2 separate regions of the Zea mays genome follow, and region 2 is linked to region 1. A link is a contact called in public Hi-C data. All regions are on one chromosome and are shown on one strand. Each heading gives the region's core, a stretch centred on a gene start, on an enhancer-like site or on the middle of the called end of the contact. The rest is flanking DNA. Distances are from core to core; before and after follow the strand shown. Region 1 holds the start of LOC100279399. Region 2 holds the start of LOC100381774 (EID1-like F-box protein 3).

The links. Hi-C and Micro-C count contacts between places; a contact is called where the count stands out from the background.
Region 2: a Hi-C map of leaf shows a contact between it and region 1, with 7 times the contacts expected there. The contact joins the promoter of LOC100381774 here to the promoter of LOC100279399 in region 1. A contact is called at or near these places in 2 of 25 Hi-C or Micro-C datasets (bundle sheath and leaf).

What each region holds. Positions count from the first base shown.
Region 1 is chr8:122,505,911-122,511,383 of Zm-B73-REFERENCE-NAM-5.0, reverse strand. It overlaps LOC100279399, which reads left to right and starts at 2,229. Exons shown (of 1, transcript NM_001152411.1): 1 at 2,229-4,256. The coding sequence starts at 2,820. The coding sequence ends at 3,884.
Region 2 is chr8:122,692,024-122,697,496 of Zm-B73-REFERENCE-NAM-5.0, reverse strand. It overlaps LOC100381774 (EID1-like F-box protein 3), which reads right to left and starts at 2,306. Exons shown (of 1, transcript NM_001174574.1): 1 at 1,129-2,306. The coding sequence starts at 2,171. The coding sequence ends at 1,293. It overlaps LOC100194189 (a long non-coding RNA gene), which reads left to right. Exons shown (of 3, transcript XR_557635.4): 3 at 20-467.

The DNA of each region.
Region 1 (5,473 bases), core at 980-3,479:
GTATGTTCTCAATGCAATGCAATGCAACAGCGAAAGCAGAAAAACCTTCAGTCCTCCATCGTGTCACTCTTGCAGCCCTGCTTTCTGACCTTTGCTGCACGACCGGAAAGTTTGGAGGCACCAAAACAAGGAGGGCAGCATGGCATGGCACGCCACGGACGATTACCGAGCCGACCTCACCAGAGCGGCAGAGCCACACACATGCTAGCAGGCAGAGCGACAGGTGACACGCGCGCGATCGCGGTCGAATGGCACGCATAGGATTCCAGCTTCGCAGCGTCCGCCGATGGTGCTGTTACATTCAATTCCATTCCGTCGCCCCCCGGATAGCTCATGGCGGCTGTGCAGTGCCGCTGCATGCTGCACAGCATCTTGCATTTGCCAGGCTGGGTCACGGTGCCCGGCGCCGGCGGCAGAAACCGTCAGCCGCCCGCGCGCCAGCTGATGTCATCAGTTCTCATCGGCCAGGTGGTTCGTCCTCGGCGGGTTCGGCCGGCAAGGCAGGCTGGCTGCCTGGAAAGCTTGCGCCAGTTTGCATCTCGTTGCGTTTAATAAGATCAGAGCAGACGACGTCGGCTTGTAGAAGACGACAAGTACGTCCTGGTGGCTGCAGGAGTCTTGGATTCAAGAAACCAGCTGCTGATCCGTCTCCGTGTTTAAGATCAGGCACCCGTGTGTGTGTTCGCGGCGCTTCTCGTCACAGTCGTAGCGTTCCACGGCACCCCCTGCCGGTGCCAACCAAGCAAGTCGGTCGCTGCTACTCTCGTCCGTCCGGTCTTTTTAGCCTTTTCTTACCGCGTATCGTTGATGACGACGGCAGCGAACAAGAACACGACACCCCTCTCCCAATCTCATTCTCTCTCTCGGTTTTTATTAGTAGTAAGCGCTAGTTTGAAAACTCTATTTTTTCAAGGGATTAGTATTTTTTTTAAAAAAAGATTGAACTAATTAATGGTTCCCAAACTAGCCCTAAGTATATAAAAAAATCTACTTGCCTGATCAGTTCTTCAGCGGGCGCAGATCGTTCGTGCCAGGAACAGGCAGGCAGCTCCTCCGGCCGGGAGAGGAGGATCCGTTTGTCCGTCCTCTCGGTCGAATCGCCAGCAGAAAACGACGCGGCCGTCGCTTGCACCGCGCGGTCGTCGTCGCCCCCTGGCTCCATCCATCCATCCGCGCCGCACACGTCCGTCCAGGTCCATGTCGGCCTCGCCCTCTCATCCCCGTCTGGACATGCCATTATGCTGCCTTGTCCCTCCTGCTGCTCGTGCTTCCTTCCTTGTCCCTCTCTTAACTAGTCACGGCACGCCGCTTGGGAGCTGACCGCAACTTCTGTGATTATTACTACTGCTAACGGGGAGATAGTTGTTACACCATCTGATTATGAAAAACAACCGGGTTTTTCACATGGGAGAGTAGTAAACAGATTAGCTGTTTTCTGTACTATATATATACCTCACTTCGTCCCCCTTTTGCCCCTTAACAAAATAATGTACAGAGCTGTTTTAAGCCAAATATTCTTGTATTTGATCGATTGTATAGAGAGAGAGAAAAAGCGCAAAAAAATTGTGACGCCAAATTAGTTCACTATACATTCATAAACCGTATGATTGGTAGCCCGCTCTATCTCATTTTGGACCATCGCGTATATTAACTTTATTTAAACACATATTTGGTTGTCGTTTGCGCGGCCACACATGTTGCATTAGCATATGCAAAACAAACCATTTTAACGTTGTTTGTCTGCATCCACTCATACGCCTAGCCACGGCACGCTCGCGCAAGCTAGGTTATGTGCAAGTAGCGAACCAATCAAGTGGAAAATAAATATATATTGTCTACCTATAATTCGTCATCAGGCCACATATATACACCATAGTTTTGACGTATGTGAATTGTGATGAATACAAATGCACATAAGAACAAACTTCTTAGCCTAGATCATTTCTATCCTGATATCACATATAAATTCTTTTAAGATTCTTAGCGAGAGATAAGCACGTTTTCTGATGCTGACGTGGGTGGACGGCACGGAGCCGTTACTTAACGGCGCCATGACCTCCAACTCCAAGGCTCTGAGCCCAGTATTAAAAGCTGCTTCGGACGGGGTGAGAAAGAGAAGGAAAAAGCATTCCAACGCTGCATCTGCACTGCACGGTACCTCATCCTCCTCTATCTCTAAGAATTTAAAAGAGAAGGAGGAGGAAAGTCCTCGACTGCTCGTTCCATAAACCCTAACCTCGTTGGATTCTCGGCAAAAATCCTCCCAATTCGGAACCCTCCGATGTTCCAGCTACCTGCGGGAGCTGAGCCGTGCTCGGTTTGGCGAAATTTTGCACCCCTCTTGTGCTAGGACCACCCGGTTCAAGCTGTTCCTCGCTCCTCGGAAGGATCAGGTCTTCACCGGTGCTCTCCGGCGCCGGATCCAGGTTTGTTTCGGCGAGAGGTCGGGCTCTTGGCGGGGGCCAGCCCAGCTTCGAGCTCAATTTGCCGGCCTGAGATGGAATCGCGACTGCGGTGCCGGTGCCGGTGGCTCAGGTACACCATTCTTCGATTTGCTTGTTGCAGTTCTCGGTTTGAGATTCTTGTCGTTTCATGGTGGAACCTCTGAAGTCTGATGCATGCGGACGCGCAGGCTTAGTTATGCGCTTGCCATTTTTCTCTACTCGCTGACCCGTGTTCTTATCACCGATGTCTTCGTTCTCTGTTCAGCTAGTCGCGTCGAGTCGACGCGCGATTCCTGCCATTTGGGTGGGCCAGCCTTTCCTGGCAATCTCGGGGGGCGTTTCGCCTCGCTGCGTGGCAGAAAGGTGTGACGTGTGATGCATCCCAAGGCACGAATCCACGCCGACCCGGTGCGCGAGGTCGACCACTTCGACTGCCTGCCGGATTCGCTCGTCCTGCTCATCCTGAACAAGGTCGAGGACGTGCGGTCGCTCGGCCGGTGCTACGCCGTGTCCAAGCGGCTCTGTGGGCTCGTTTCCCTCGTCCATGATGTGTATGTCAAGATTGACCGCGTCGTTGCGGTCGACGGCGACGCCGAGGGCACGCTCAACCTGTCCTCGCCGAAGCCTCGGAGCATCTTCTCGCACTTCCTGAAGCTGATGCTCTTCACAATCATCAAGCCGTTCCACAACATGCGCAGCCCTAATGGTACTGCGAGGCCATTGTTCCCGCAGCTCTCGCAGCACTCACCGGCACAGGTGCTCAGGAACTTCACGCACGTCAGGAACCTTCGGATCGAGCTCCCCTCTGGGGATGTGGGTACTGAGGAGGGAGTTCTCCTGAAATGGCGAGCAGAGTATGGGAGCACACTTGAGAATTGTGTGATCCTGGGGGGTACCCGGGTTGACCGCAAGCCTGTTGGTGGAGAGCATGAGCCAGCTTTGGAGGACAATGGAAGCATGCCAGAGTCTTTCTATACCAATGGTGGGCTGAAACTTCGTGTCGTCTGGACAATCAGCTCTCTAATCGCGGCATCAACAAGGCACTATCTTCTCCGCTCAATCATCAATGGCCATCCCACACTACAGAGCTTGGTACTGACAGATGCTGATGGCCAAGGCACATTGTGCATGGGGGCAAAGCAGCTGGAGGAGTTCAGAGAGAACCAGTTGTCGACCTCGGCATGTTCCAACAGGACTCAGGTCCCAGCCTGCAACATGAAGCTCAAGTATGCTCCATATGTTGAACTGCCTGGTGGTATGGCGTTGCAAGGCGCTACTTTGGTGGCTATCAAACCCTCACCTGAGGGAAGCAATGGAAGCCACCCTAACCGCAAGGAAGCCGAAGGATTCGTCTTTGGAGCATTCGATGGGCCATTTAAAGCTGCTGTGAAGGCGCTGATGAAGAGACGCACTTACCTTCTGGAGATGAATGGCTTCTAGGAATCTTGGTATCTAGCTTGTTGGTGCTATGCATGGTACATTTAGCTGAGTGTCTCATATGTGTAATATTCAAGAAGGCACCATCTCTAGTTTTGATGCTTGCTGTCTGCTGTTTTAGCTATTTGTACAGTGTTAACATTTGGTTAGATAAAGATCATATCAAGTCCTCTAGCGCAATAGTGAATCTCTCTACAGTTCACTATTCTGGCCCATGATGTCCTGTGTGATATGGAAGACTGAAGCATCCTACTGTTAACTCTTTTCAAGTGAAACAGCCTTGTGACCATCTAATGTGTCAGCACTGGGATTGAGATATTCAGATGCTCTCACCAGTGGACACAAGTTATTATATATATAATGTACATTTTTCTCCTCTTTCAGTTTCATGCACAAAGTCTCGAAAATTTTTCTCCTCTTTCAGTGGAAGTTGAAGGTAACCTTGGAAAAGGAGCCAGATTATGCCTTCATGCACATGTCATTCATTTTTGGATTGTGAAATGAAAAAGGCTCATCTGATGCTGACAATTCCTGGAGAACAGTTTCTACTTGGTTTTGATTCCTGCGTTTCTTAGAATGTTTCTAATGATTAAGGCTTGCAGGTTACAGTTATGACTTTGTGACAGTGAGACTGCTTTCCTGTGGTTGACTTTGCATATGGGTTGTCTCCTCTATCCTACTGCTAGTAAAACAACCTGAGATTCCAAATGTAGTTATCATCGGGCAATGGTCTCTATCCTCGATGTTAATGACATGTTAAAGACTTCATTCCAATAAATCAGTTTTTTTTACTGCGAGGACCAAATAGATTAGTTTGTTACCATCATTAAGACACATTGGTAATTTCGCGATTGGAATTTCTTATTGCTGAAGTGCAGAGGGTGTCCACGTCTCTTATGTCTCATCCATTGTTATTAGATTACACAAATATCTTTTCATTAATTATCCGCTTTTCAGATCTTTGGAAGGGTCACTAATAAGCCTGGCCACTACTAAAGAATTATGTTACTCTGCATTACTAGTATCGGAGTTTAGCTGGCAATGGCATGAGTACTTTCTTGAGGTGGACTAGTCAAGAGCTTTGAAAATATTTGAATAGAGCATGTCTGGAGAGCAGATTCCTTCAAAAGAAAATGAATGGTACATTCACGCGTCAACTTATCAATTTTGCAAATATTAACATGCTGCTGCTAATACAGGTCGACATGTATGGATTAAGATATTTTGTTTTAGTGTCTGATCTTATATGTCTACAATAGGGCTTAGTTTCTTTTGAAGACGAAGTTACCTTTGCACAAGGGGAGTTGTGTTGCTAGTTTGGTACTCGTACTATTTTTTTTCTTCTTCTTTACAATGTTCTTCCTGCAAATTTGTGAGCTTCCAGAAAAAAATGTTCACCAGGTGGAACTGGTTTTGTTAGCGTGATGGCATCACCTTGCAGATTTCATTTTGTAGGGTAACCTAAATCAAGAAAGGGCTTCCATGGTTCTCTTCTCAGGATTGAAGTGGTGACTTCCAGAAGCCCTGACCTAAAAGACACACACCCCCCGTATTTCTCGTTTGTTTCTATCCTATTGCCTTGCTATCCTTCA
Region 2 (5,473 bases), core at 1,057-3,556, 190 kb before region 1:
TTCGATGTTAAACTTGAAGGTCGATGATGAGGTATATGATGCTTTAGCCGTCACCTTCTTTCTATCTTGGAGGATATTGAAAATTTGATTCAAAGTAAGCCTTTCCTGTTGGTGCTGTTTCGGGACATTGATCGTTGCATGGTCATGTTCTTCTATTGTAGACTTGCAGTTATCAAAGCTGGGTTGGTTTTGAATGTCCTGCACTAGGACATGTTAATTTTTGAACATCGCCAATCATGTTTGTGGTCTGGTTGCTTTCACTCTTAATTTTAATTTTAAAAAACATAGTTGGCTTGTACTGTCCAACCTTTTTTTTGGTCAAGCGTACTAAACTACTAATTTGCTTCCAAGAGAATCTGTAGCGGTTGTTCAGTTATCTAGCTTGGGAATAGATAAATATATTCAAGAAAGTCTATATAGCCACCAGATGTCTATAAACTACAGAGATGAGACTGTTTAGGATATAGTTTTGAAGAAAACATCGTATCATTCATTTTTTTCACAATGATAATAATAAAAAGATTACCGTTTGTTTTCATGTACATGCATGTTTTTTCACATCGTTGTACTGTATATTGTTACTTGTATACAATATTTATTTAACATTTGTCCCAGTACCAAATTATCACAAGATTCTGTCTGGTTTATGCACAATAATAGCTGAGGATTAAAATTTGCATTACATAGAAATATTTTGAAAAAAATTCTTTGGAGAAGTATATCTTCCATGTCACTTACAGTAATGAGTGTTAAAAATGATCCTAAATGTTGATGCCTTAGCAACGCCAACAAAATTCCACTTTGTGATCCTGAATTGAGGACTAAGTAATCAGTTCAAGCAGTACCATTTTGTGTTATCGAGTGGAGGGTAATGACCTTAAACATGTCCCTTCTTTACACATATATAGAAATTTCTGAGGATGCTAGGATTCTGATTCTTTCTGAAGAAGTTTCTAAGTGACACCTCACTCCTATTTTTTCCTGGTGCTTGATGGTGCTTTCCTCGTGCTGGATAGGGCGCCTGAATGGGCGCCGCCTGATCTAGTAATAAGGAAAGGCCGTGGCCCATGTGAAATACCGAGGCACCGAGCAGACCACGGTGGCTAGTGCTCAAGCACGAAGTGGGTTGCAGTGAAATGCAATGCAGCAATAGCCAACAGGGCAAGTGCAGAACGCTAGAACTACCGCATTACAATTTACAACTTTACAAGATGAATCAAAGACAACAAGGTGGAGAAATGGCAAGTTGACGCTATCTAATACTCTGTACACGTCCCTCCCGTCGATCGGCGTCACAGGTCGGCGTCGTCCTCGTCGCTGGCGCCGGCGGACGTGTCGTCGGCGTCGGGTCCGGTGCCCTCGCTGTCGGAGAGGCGCGCGAGCCAGCAGCTGCCGTGGAGGTGGCCGCTGACGCAGACGAAGTACTCGAGCCGGCCCTCGTAGGCGCCGAGCCTGCGGGACGCGCTGCGCGGGGCGAGACCCGCGGCGGCCATGCTCCAGACGCGCGCGCCGCAGTAGGGGCATCGCGCGCGGGGGTCCAGCGCGGCGCGGTGGCCCACCAGCCACGCCCGCGTCCGGGACCGCATGAAGCCGCGGAACACGCCGCGGTAGACGCCGACGTCGTCGGCGCCCGCCACGGCGTGCTCGCAGGGGTCCGACACGTACAGCAGGTCCCCCGCGCAGCGGCGCGGCAGGAAGCTCCGCCCGGACGTCTTGGAGAAGCGGGAGACCGGGGCGAAGTGGCCCGTCACGCCCGCGCCCGCGGCGCCGCAGCAGAAGAGCAGCAGCTTCGCCAGCGCCGGCCACCCGCCGCCGACGCGCCCGGCCGCCGGCGCCGAGCCCGCGGGGCCTCCCGTCAGCGCCGCCACCATCCGCGGCGCCCGCGAGACGCAGAGCTCCCGCCACAGCACCCGCTCCGCCACGGCGCGCAGGCGCCGGCTCACCCGCGCCACCGCGCACAGCGACTGCGGGTCCCAGTTGAGCGCCAGGAACACGAGCTGCAGCACCTTCTCGTCCATGAGCCCCACGTTGACGCCCCGGATGCGCGCCGCATTGCCGCCGCCGCCGCCTCCTCCTCCCCAGGTGCCGACCGCGCAAGAGCTAGCTCCCGCATTGCCGCCGCCGTTCGACGGCCCGCTCAGCCGCCTTATGGTCAAGGCGCTCTCGCTCATCCCTCCGCGCCCATCAACCTCACCTCACGCACCGGCACCGCGAGCGAAGCGCTGAGCGCAGGAGGCCGCGACCGACAACTGGCGAGCTGCTCACTTGCCTAAACTGGTGCTCGCAGCTCGCTCATTCGGTGTCCAATATCGGCGTGCCGCAATTTTCACAGGCCGTAGCCGGTTATATACGCCCGTCCGCTGCCGGCGGTCAGGTGCAGTGCGCTGTGCGCGGACACGGACACGGACACGGACCCGATTCGCGTCGTGTTTGTGTCTTTATGGACGCGCGACAAGGGGACCAATCCCTCCCAGGCATCGAACGCACTCCACCCCTCTAAATATCTCGACTATTACGCGCTAATCCCTCCCTGTGCGAGCGCCGCGCTGAGCACTGACGGTGGGCGTTGGCCGACTGCCCCCCGTGCTGTTGTTCCCTGGACGAGACGAAACGCAAGCGGAAAAAACAAAGGGTGTTTGTTTGGTTGCGGTGGTGCACCATTGATCCAAACAGCCTAAAAGCTTCTGGAACAGTCTCGCGGCGTCGCGATCCCGAACCAGCCTAGCCGTACTACTGTGTCCTGTTCCTGCTGCCCTGGTCGGCGCAGCGACAGCGAACGTGAACCAACCATGCCTGCGTTTGCGTTGCGTGCGAACGGCACAGGACACTGCAAATCACCCAGACCGTGCTTTATCCGCCGGCCATGGTTCACGTTCACTGTCGCGTCATCGCACCACCAGCCTCACGCACTCGCCGGACGATTTCAACGCGCTGACACGCCACGCCACGCTAAAACCGGACGTGCCGACGGGCGACGGCGGAAGTATACCGGACACGCGTCCCGGCACCCGCGCTCGCCCCGCCGGCCACGTGCCTTCGCGGCCCTCGGTGGAGGACGCGTGTCCGGCGCTCACCCTCGGGTTCGCGGGGGCCGCGGGCGCACGCACCCGGCGCCCAATTATTACCGGCGGCAAGCCGGCAACATCTTTCGAACCGGCTTCGGGTTGCTTCTGTAGTTCTGTGCTTCCCGCGGGGTGGCCGCCCGGACCGGTACCGGGACAGACGACCGCAGCGTCAGGGCGCCCTGGCGCGTCGACACGTGTGGCGCCGGCGGGGCGCGTGGGGTCCGGCGATCGAAAATATCTCCTGGGTAGGTGCCGCCCAGCTATTGGACGTGGGACACGCGTTGCTGTCGAAACGTGACGCGGTCTGCGGCGCCGGCGCATGCGTAGACAGTTAACCGCACTGGCTCACCATTCTACTGTTTTCATGTGGTGGTGTCTCCGTTCGCCTTTCTGTGTTTTGAGACTTTTTCAGAGGTTTTACTATCCTAGTGTTGTTGGACTTGGCAACAAGGATTTTGCGCTCGCAAATGATTGGTTGGTGCAGCTTACGACGTTGGAATGCAGAGGGAATCCCCACGAGATCAAAGGTCGTCGCTGTCAGTGTCAGGGGACGCTCCTGTCCGGGACAGAGGAACCGAATTCCTGCAAGAAAGTAGTAGTAGTAGTAAACGTGAACTACAAGCGTCAAGCGGCTTGCGAGAGCAATGGTGTGGGTCTGTCACGGACTCACGGCACTAGTGAGCAGACCTATTTGGATACAGCCGCCCTGTCTGATGTAACTGTATCTTGGTCTCGGGCGTTCAAAATCGAGGATGGATGCCTGGTCCACATACGCTTGCTCAGATGACCGGTTCAGCCCAAATCAAGCCTGGCAATTCTAAAGGATTCGGCCCAAATCAAGCCTAGCTATTCTTCTAACAGCCGTTTGGATCCCTTTATTTTAGAGAAATTAGAATTCACTCAATAAATTAACTTATTTAGTTTGGAATTTGATATTCCACCATTTCCCAAAGTTGATATATATGTCTATCTCAAATTTATGGGGTGGAGGATACGAAATGGTTTTATGCATTAGTAGAATTTGTTTCTACTCTGTAACTTACATGGCACTCTTCGTCTCACTCCTCTATAGTAAAAATGTAGCACATAAATATCTCCGACATTTTGCTAAAAATAGTATACAAATATATTTTACATAAAACTGAATTATCTTAATTAATATAATGTCTAAATTACTATTATTAGATTGTAATTCAATTCCAATGATCCAAACGAGACTGCAAAGGAAAATAACAAACACACCGACGTAGCCCAAATGAAGCCTGGCCTTGCAGAGAAAGAAACAATAGCTGGCTGCCCTACTGTGCCTCAGTCGTCGTCAGGCAGACAAGGAAATAACACGTTCGGCGGCTGACCCTGTGCCTTCCTTCCTCCTGCACGTCCCTGTTCGTCGTCATCCTGTGACCTGTCAAGTGGAACACTGCTAGCAAAAGTGGACTGGTAGTGGAAGCCAATCTCGCATCTGAATCGTGTCAAATCGAAGGGCCAGCGGCCACTGCGCTGCGCTGCAGACTTTCAGAGTTGGACTCGCATCGCAGCTGCAGGCAGGCAACGCCTCTTGTGTTTCCTATCGCCGTCTCGCGTTAAGATTTTGACGGCGCCCGCCGGCTGACTGAGGTAGGCAAGGCAAGCGCACGGCGCGTCAGGGGCGGGCGGACGTGCTCGCTTGTGCAGTTGTGCGCATGACGCCACCAGCCGGCCCTCGGCCTGATCGAGAGGCCATGTGAGTGTGTCGCCCATCTGACCGGCCCCCCCCACCCACTCGCCACCCACGCAAGCGAGGGAGCGACGCCGAGGCGCGCAGATCGGAATCCCCGTCCCCGGTTCCTCCTCGCTCATCACGCCGTCCACCGGCTACCGGAAATCCACGTCCCACAGCCGGCTCGTTGCGCTCGCAAATGGCCACGAAGGCCGCGGAGGCGCCATCTCCCCCGCCGCCGACCGCGGAGGCGGAGGCTCCTGCGACGCCTGGGAAGCGCGTGCCAGCGGACCGGGCCGACAAGGGGCGTGAGGGAGTGGAGCGGCCGGAGCCGAAGCGTCGGCGCGCCCGCGCGCGCATCGCGGTGCTCGACAGCGTGCCCCGAGCGTCGGAGGTCGCGGCCGCGGCCGCGGCTGCCGCTGCGGCGAGCAGGGAGGAGGACGAGTCCGTGGGCGGCTGCGACGGAGTGGACTCGTCCTTCTCGTTCCACGCGCGGAACTTCTCCAGTGCGCAAACCACGCCCAAGTTCGGGTCCTTCGACCCCGCCGCCGCGGAGCTTGTGGCCTTCCACCTGATGAAGGCCACTAGGCGTCGCCTGGATGCTTCGGCGACGGATGAGCCGGGGGATCACGGAACGGTTGCCGGCGGCGGCGGCGAGGAAGCGGCGGCCGAGGGCAGCGATGAGAATTCACGCTAGCAGGGACAGGGT